Regions from separate parts of the Pan paniscus genome. Here region 1 is linked to region 2. A link is a contact called in public Hi-C data. All regions are on one chromosome and are shown on one strand. Each heading gives the region's core, a stretch centred on a gene start, on an enhancer-like site or on the middle of the called end of the contact. The rest is flanking DNA. Distances are from core to core; before and after follow the strand shown.

The links. A called contact is a pair of places that touch in the nucleus more often than the background predicts.
Region 1: a contact with region 2 is called in a Hi-C map of fibroblasts, with 10 times the contacts expected there. The contact joins two enhancer-like sites. A contact is called at or near these places in 2 of 3 Hi-C or Micro-C datasets (fibroblasts and induced pluripotent stem cells).

What each region holds. Positions count from the first base shown.
Region 1 is chr10:116,681,035-116,684,167 of NHGRI_mPanPan1-v2.0_pri, forward strand. No RefSeq gene overlaps it. Among named protein-coding and RNA genes, the nearest start is that of TMEM119, 19 kb to the left of the region's middle. Within about 2 kb of position 1,392, at least 1 of the 2 cell types and tissues checked has open chromatin away from gene starts, as enhancers often do.
Region 2 is chr10:116,627,293-116,630,769 of NHGRI_mPanPan1-v2.0_pri, forward strand. It overlaps ISCU (iron-sulfur cluster assembly enzyme), which reads left to right. Exons shown (of 5, transcript XM_003832526.5): 4 at 22-100; 5 at 1,656-2,200. The coding sequence ends at 1,741. Among named protein-coding and RNA genes, the nearest start is that of ISCU, 6.3 kb to the left of the region's middle. Within about 2 kb of position 1,834, at least 1 of the 2 cell types and tissues checked has open chromatin away from gene starts, as enhancers often do.

The sequences.
Region 1 (3,133 bases), core at 142-2,641, 53 kb after region 2:
ACTGTGGCTTTAATTTGCATTTCCCTGATGGCTAATGACCTCAAGCATCTTTTGCAACAGCTTTCCTGGAACCTCCACCTGGAGGTTGAGCAGGCCCTGAGACCCAACTTGGCTGAACCCCAGCTCAGGACACTCCTCTTACCACCAGCCCTGCAACCTCCTTCCATGGCTTTCCCAGCCACCCCGTGGCACCCTCATCAGGATAGCTGCCCAAGTCAGAAACCTGAGATTTCAACCTCCTTTTTCCTCACTTCCAACCCATCAGCATCACCTACCCTTTTCTTCCCAATTATCTCTCGATTCCACAATTTCTTTGCACCCTGCTCTAGTCCAGGTTCTCCTCATCCTCACACAGCCTCTTCCCCCTCCATGCGGCCACCCTGGCTCCTTGCAGCTGCCCCCACCTTGTCTGCTCCCCTAGTGCAAACTCCTCTGCCCATGATGCTCCCACTGCCTGGAACTTTCTTCCCTCTATCCCTTCCCTCCCAAGTCAATAACTCTGTGTCCTTCAAGTTTCAACCATGATTTTCCTGACCCACGCCCCCCAGCTCTGGCCCCATTGCTCCCAGCATCTCTCCTCTGGGCTCAGGGCCCAGCCATAATCTGATCTTTTCCTGGGTGATTATTTGATCAATCTGTCCCCCTCTAGACCATGAGCCCCAAAGGGGTCTCGAACTCCTGGCCTCAAGTTATCCGCCCACCTTGGCCTTCCACAGTTCTGGGATTACAGGCCTGTCCTACTCACATGGCATCCCAGGGCCTCTCACAGTGCCTGGCACATTCCATAGTAATCGGTGGCTTGGTTGAGTGGCAAAGAGGGATGGGATCTGGGGAAAGAATTTGGGGAGCCCCTGCCAGATCAGCTGCTGGATGAACCACGCCCAGGGTGGCAGCCCCAGCCTGTAAGAGACAAGGGACCTGGAACAAACTGAGCCCATCATCCCCCGCCCCCCATTTCCTGTCTACCCTCCTTCCTTCCCTGCTGGCAGAGCTGAAGTCAGCACAGTGTGGTTTCCTAACCGTGCAACCTGCTGGAGCAAGTGGTTCAGCTTTCTGAACCTCGGTTTCCCTGGCAAGAAAATGGAACAATCATTGCACCCACATTATGAGGTTGAGTCCTAAATGAGATAATGCAGACAAACTGTTTGACAAGGCACTAGGTATGCAGTAAGTGCTCAGTAAAGGCCAGCTGCTTGCCCCCCGGCCATCCCTCTTAGTCCTAGGCACCAGCTCTGCTGTGTTGTGTTCTCTGCAATGAGAGGGCTGCGCTGTACTCGGTTACCCTCCCAAGGAACAGCGCCTTCCCTCAGCAGCCAGGAGCCACAGAGGGTGACTAATGGGGGACTTCCAGGCCCCAGGGCAGGTCAGCAGGGCTGAGGTTTTGGGGCGTGGGATTCCCCCAGAACCCCGCTGTGATCTCAAGGACAGCGTGACACAGTGGTAAGATCCTGGCTTTCAGGTCTGGGTTCCAATCTCAGATCCTCTTCATGACCTGGGGCAGGTGACTTCACCTAGCTCTCAGCCTCAGTTTCATCTTCTGTAAAATGGGGAGAATACTAGAACCGTCTGTGAGAGCTGTTTGAGGGGATTCACGGGGATATTGCAGCTGTGTGTGTGTTCAGGATGTGTTTGCTGAATGGATGAGTGGGGTGATTCAGGCTGGTGGTCCTCAAGGGCATGGGAGGCCCAGGCAGGAGGGGAGGGCACAGGGGTGTGCAGGAGCCAGACTATATCTGCCCGTGAGAGCTAATCAACAAAATTTTCAGAATTTTGTGTCAGTTGTTTAATAAATTAAATTCTATTATATTAAAAGCCAAGGTCATCAGTGCTCAAAACTCACCAATTCCTAATAATTGTACTACATTATTCAATGATCGATGCCCTTGTTACTAACATCTATTGTATCATCAACTATATAATGGTTGGTAGCTCAAAATCGGCTGTGGGAGTATTTACATGGAAGACATTGGCAAATGCTACAAATCAGGACTTTTTCCCATTGGAAGCCAGTTGTTAAACACTTAACAGCACGCCACTGGCTTTGGGGCTCCTTCCTGGCTAAATGATCTCCAAGTCTGGCCCAAGGGAAACGCAGGCTTCCACCTGCTCTAAGAGCTGGCGGCGGGCGCCCCCTGGTGGCCGCTTCAAGCACCCGGCTTCGCCCACCCTGAATGAAATCCCACACCTTGGAGAGAGAGAAAACTGTAAAGGGAAGGTGGCCCTCTTCCAACGCAAATGGAAATCTGTGGTTACACAGCATCCTCAGGAGCTGTCAGGAAATAGGGGAAAGCTCCCAGGAAGACGAGGTGACAAGATCCCTGGGGAAAAACTCAGAGGTCCTTCAGCCTGAGTCCACAGCCCCCTGCTGTGGAGCCTTCAGCTCCCCTTCTCTAATTTTTCTGATCCCTCCCAAAGGGGAGGTAGACTCAGTCTCTCCTGACCCATCAGCCTGCCGACCCCGGGTATTAACTGACCCAGCCCATGGCAGACACTCCCACCTTCTTCCATCAGCACCCCCAGGACACTTTGAACACACCTGCCTGTGTGTATCAGATTTGATCCTTCTAGAAGTTCAGGGGAGGAGACAGACACTGCATTTCCAATATGTGTGGGCCCTCTCCCCACTCCTCCCCGATGCTGTCCCATGGCCTTTCCCCCTGACGGCTCTTTCCTACCTTTCCCTTGTCTCTTTCCTCCAACCCCTCTCTCCCAAGCCGCAGCCAACCCCTGCCAGACTCAACCTTCTCTGTGAACTCCCCTTTTCTGGGATAAACCATTGGGGGCAAGGAAAGAAGTCCTTCACTTCCAAAGAGGCCATTGAAGGTATTTTTTTCTTTTTCCTTTTCTTTTCTTTTTTTTTTTTTTTTTTTTTTTTTTTTTTTTTTTGAGACAGCTTTTCACTGCTGTTGCCAAGGCTGGAGTGCAACGGCATGACCTTGGCTCACTGCAACTTCTACCTCCCAGGCTCAAGTGATTCTCCCACTTCAGCCTCCTGAGTAGCTGGGACTACAGGCGCACATCACTGCACCTGGCTAATTTTTGTATTTTTTGTAGAGACGGGGTTTCACCATGTTGCCCAGGCTGATCTCAAATTCCTGAGCTCAAGCCGTCCTCCTGCCTCGGCCTCCCAAAA
Region 2 (3,477 bases), core at 584-3,083:
TCTTTCCATTATGCCTCTCAGGTGGAGGAAGCCTTGACTATCAAAAACACAGATATCGCCAAGGAGCTCTGCCTTCCTCCCGTGAAACTGCACTGCTCCAGTAAGTCTCTGCTCTCCATACCAGTCAGCTGGGACATTTGGCAGTAATTTCAACTTGGTTTGCAACAGTCCTTTTAGATCATGGAGCCCACGTTTGTAACCCTCAGAATTAGAGCTCATGAGTCTGTCCTTATAACCTGCAGAGGGTTAGAGCCCCCATGGTCTCACATTCATCCCTAAGAGAATCATGCCAGAAGGAGGTATGCACCAGCCATCATACTGAGCACTTGATGGGCGTAACTTCTAAACCTCACAAATATCCTTGAGTGCACAGTAGATGTCATTACTTCCCTCTTATGGATGAGGAAGCTAAGGCTTGGGTTGAGACGCCCACATCACATGGCTAATAAGTGGAAGAGCCAGAATTTAAGCTCCAATCTTTGATTTCAGAATCTGTGCTGTTTCCAGCAGAGGAGAAAACTCAGCTTTCGCCATAATCCTGTTTCCTGTGTATTTCTTCACTTCCTGTCTGGATGGTATTCCTGTCGGGGTCTGCATCTGTATATATGGAACAACTAAGCCCAGTTGTACAATGTCCCCCTCCCTGCTATCCTAAAAAAAAGCCCAGATGCCTTAAGACTTGTACTTGGCTTTCCAGTTTGGTCTCTGTATTAAATCTAATGCTTTTTCCATCATTTCTTAACCTTCTCAGGGAAAGAAGGAATGAGAAACATTAGCCTTAATGCATCGATGGAGGTTTACTAACCAAATTAGTTAAAAATCAGCAGAGAGTCAGGCCTCTTGCCAAGGTAATACTCACAGCAGAAGAGCCAGGTGCCGGGGCAGACACACTAACTCATTCTTCAGGAAGCCTGGTCAGACCTAAGTTCTTTCCACTTGATCTGGAATTTTAAGTACCCATAAAGAAAGGTCATCACTTGTAAACATTTTCACATGGTTTCAGGAAATCCCCAGCCCTTTTATTAGGCCTTTTTAGGTACTGAAACCTTTAGCTGATGTTCTCTGTTATTTGCTTGCTTTCTGCTGTCATTCCAGCTCTCTGTTTTTATTTTCCCCATAGCCTCACTTTGAATATTGACTCCTAAATAAAAGTGGTCAAACTCTCGATCACTAGAGGGTGATGTGGCAAATGCCATCCCATCAACAGATTGACATAATCTTTTTTCCAAAGGGCATGTCAACTTTTTTATCATGACAAGATTTTGTCCAAAGCTAGACTTTGATGGGAGCAGGCAAGACATTTCCTGTGTCCCTACTATGTGTCAGACATCTTCTGTAAGTCCCCACACTATCCTGGCAAGAAAAGCATGATTATCCCAGTTCTATAGAAAAGAAAGTAGGGTCAAAGAGGCTAAGGAACTAGCCTGGGATCACAGATTTTTAACCCTAGTCTGTCTCCAGGATCACCCGCAGGAGTAACTCAGCTCAGGAAGCAGCTGCTGACGTGCCCGGCAACTCCTCACCCCAGCTTTCTGGCTTGGTTACTCCATTAGTCCCCACCAGCACCACTTCCTCCCAGCTCTTAAAGATTCTATTCCCAAGTCCATTTCTTTCACATCTAGAAACTTAGGCTTCTTTCCTTCCATTACTTCCAGTGCTGGCTGAAGATGCAATCAAGGCCGCCCTGGCTGATTACAAATTGAAACAAGAACCCAAAAAAGGAGAGGCAGAGAAGAAATGAGCCCTCCCTCGGCGAAGCCTCCAGCAGGCCACACCAGCTGTTTCCCACCTGCTGTGCAGTCACCTTAGATGTTCAGAAGCCGCTTCCTCTCCACTGAAGAGCTATGAGATACGCACAATACTTGCTGTTCACGTTATGACTCTCATGCAAGCAAAATACACAGTTTCATTGTTCTGAATCCTGTGGTTTCTTTCAGCCCACTTTTATCGCCTTAACCTAGTTAATGTATATTTTGAATTGTGTGTATGACCTCAGAACTGAAATTGATAATGAAGTTGCAAGTTTTGATAGCCCGTGAAGTGCATAAGTATCTAATTTTACCTGAATTGATTTGGGGGGAAATTACCAGTAGAATGCCTTGGTCTGAATATTTGATAGAACCAATTGTTGTACATAAAACAGATCTGCGCATATATATATATATATATGTATAAAAAATAATAAAATAATGGAAGATGATGGTGTTCTCTAGTAAGCCTTGTCTCTTGGGCCCATCATTCACCCTGAAGTGGTGCCCAAAGCCCCTTGGGGTTCCCAGAGGTTGGACCGCAGTGACATACACAGCTCTCCAAGCAAACAAAGACAAATATACGTAATATTTTTTGGAACAAGGATGAAAGGAGATGATTATCGCTTGTCATTGTTCTTTGTGTGATAGTAGTTGAAAGCTCAAAGTAAGTCTTGAAGATTCTTTCTGTAATTTCACTGGTTGCTCAAATCTAAAAAGCATTAGCTTGGCACCCTAAAGCGGTGGACCAGATACATGAAGAGCACCTCGGGAATGAGTTTAAAATGCGGATTTCTAGGCCCAAGTTTCTGACTTCTGTCTGGGCAGGTAATTCCAGAGCCCCTGACTTTTAAGAACCTCTTGGGTTTTTTGTGGTCGTAGATGAGCCAAACTTTAGGGAAGAAACTTCTGAATGCTGTGTTCTGCATAGATGTAGTATCTTAAGTGGTTCGTTCTGAACTATCTGTACCTGCATAGTACACCTAAGGTTGTTTAAAAAACACTCATCCAACCGGGCGCAGTGGCTCACACCTGTAATCCCAGCACTTTGGGAGGCCAAGGCGGGTGGATCACGAGGTCAAGAGTTCAAGACCAGCCTGGCCAAGGTAGTGAAACCCCATCTCTACTAAAAATACAAAAATTAGCCAGGCATGGCGGCACGCACCTGTAATCCCAGCTGCTCGGGAGGCTGAGGCAGGAGAATCACTTGACCTGGGAAGTGGAGGTAGCAGTGAGCCAAGATCACACCAGTGCACTCCAGCCTGGGAGACAGAGCAAGACTCCGTCTCAAAGCCAAACAAACAAACATTCATCCCTGGCTTGGGCATAAGTCTAAGCACGGGCCCTCCTACCCTGATGTCTCCCTATTTTTAGCTACCCATAGTCATGCAAATCTCAATAAAGGATGCCCTATCTTCTAGTGAAAATGGGTTATTGAAATATTGACTGCCATAGTCTCAAATGTTCAGCTTCAAAAGTAAGATGTGTTTGTTTTTTCTGGTGGTGGTTTTTTTGTTCAGGTATAGGCTGGCTGCCTCTTAAATATACCTCCCTTGTTTTTTTTGTTGTTGTTGTTTTTTGTTTTTTTGTTTTAATGCTCTGGGTTCTGGTGGAGGGCACAGAACTTCAAAGACTGTTCCTTCTGTAGTCTGTGAAGGCAGCCACAGACCAGGGCCTTTATAGGAATCTCAAATTAGAACCCTGGGTAGAACCATGTAAAATTGTCCTG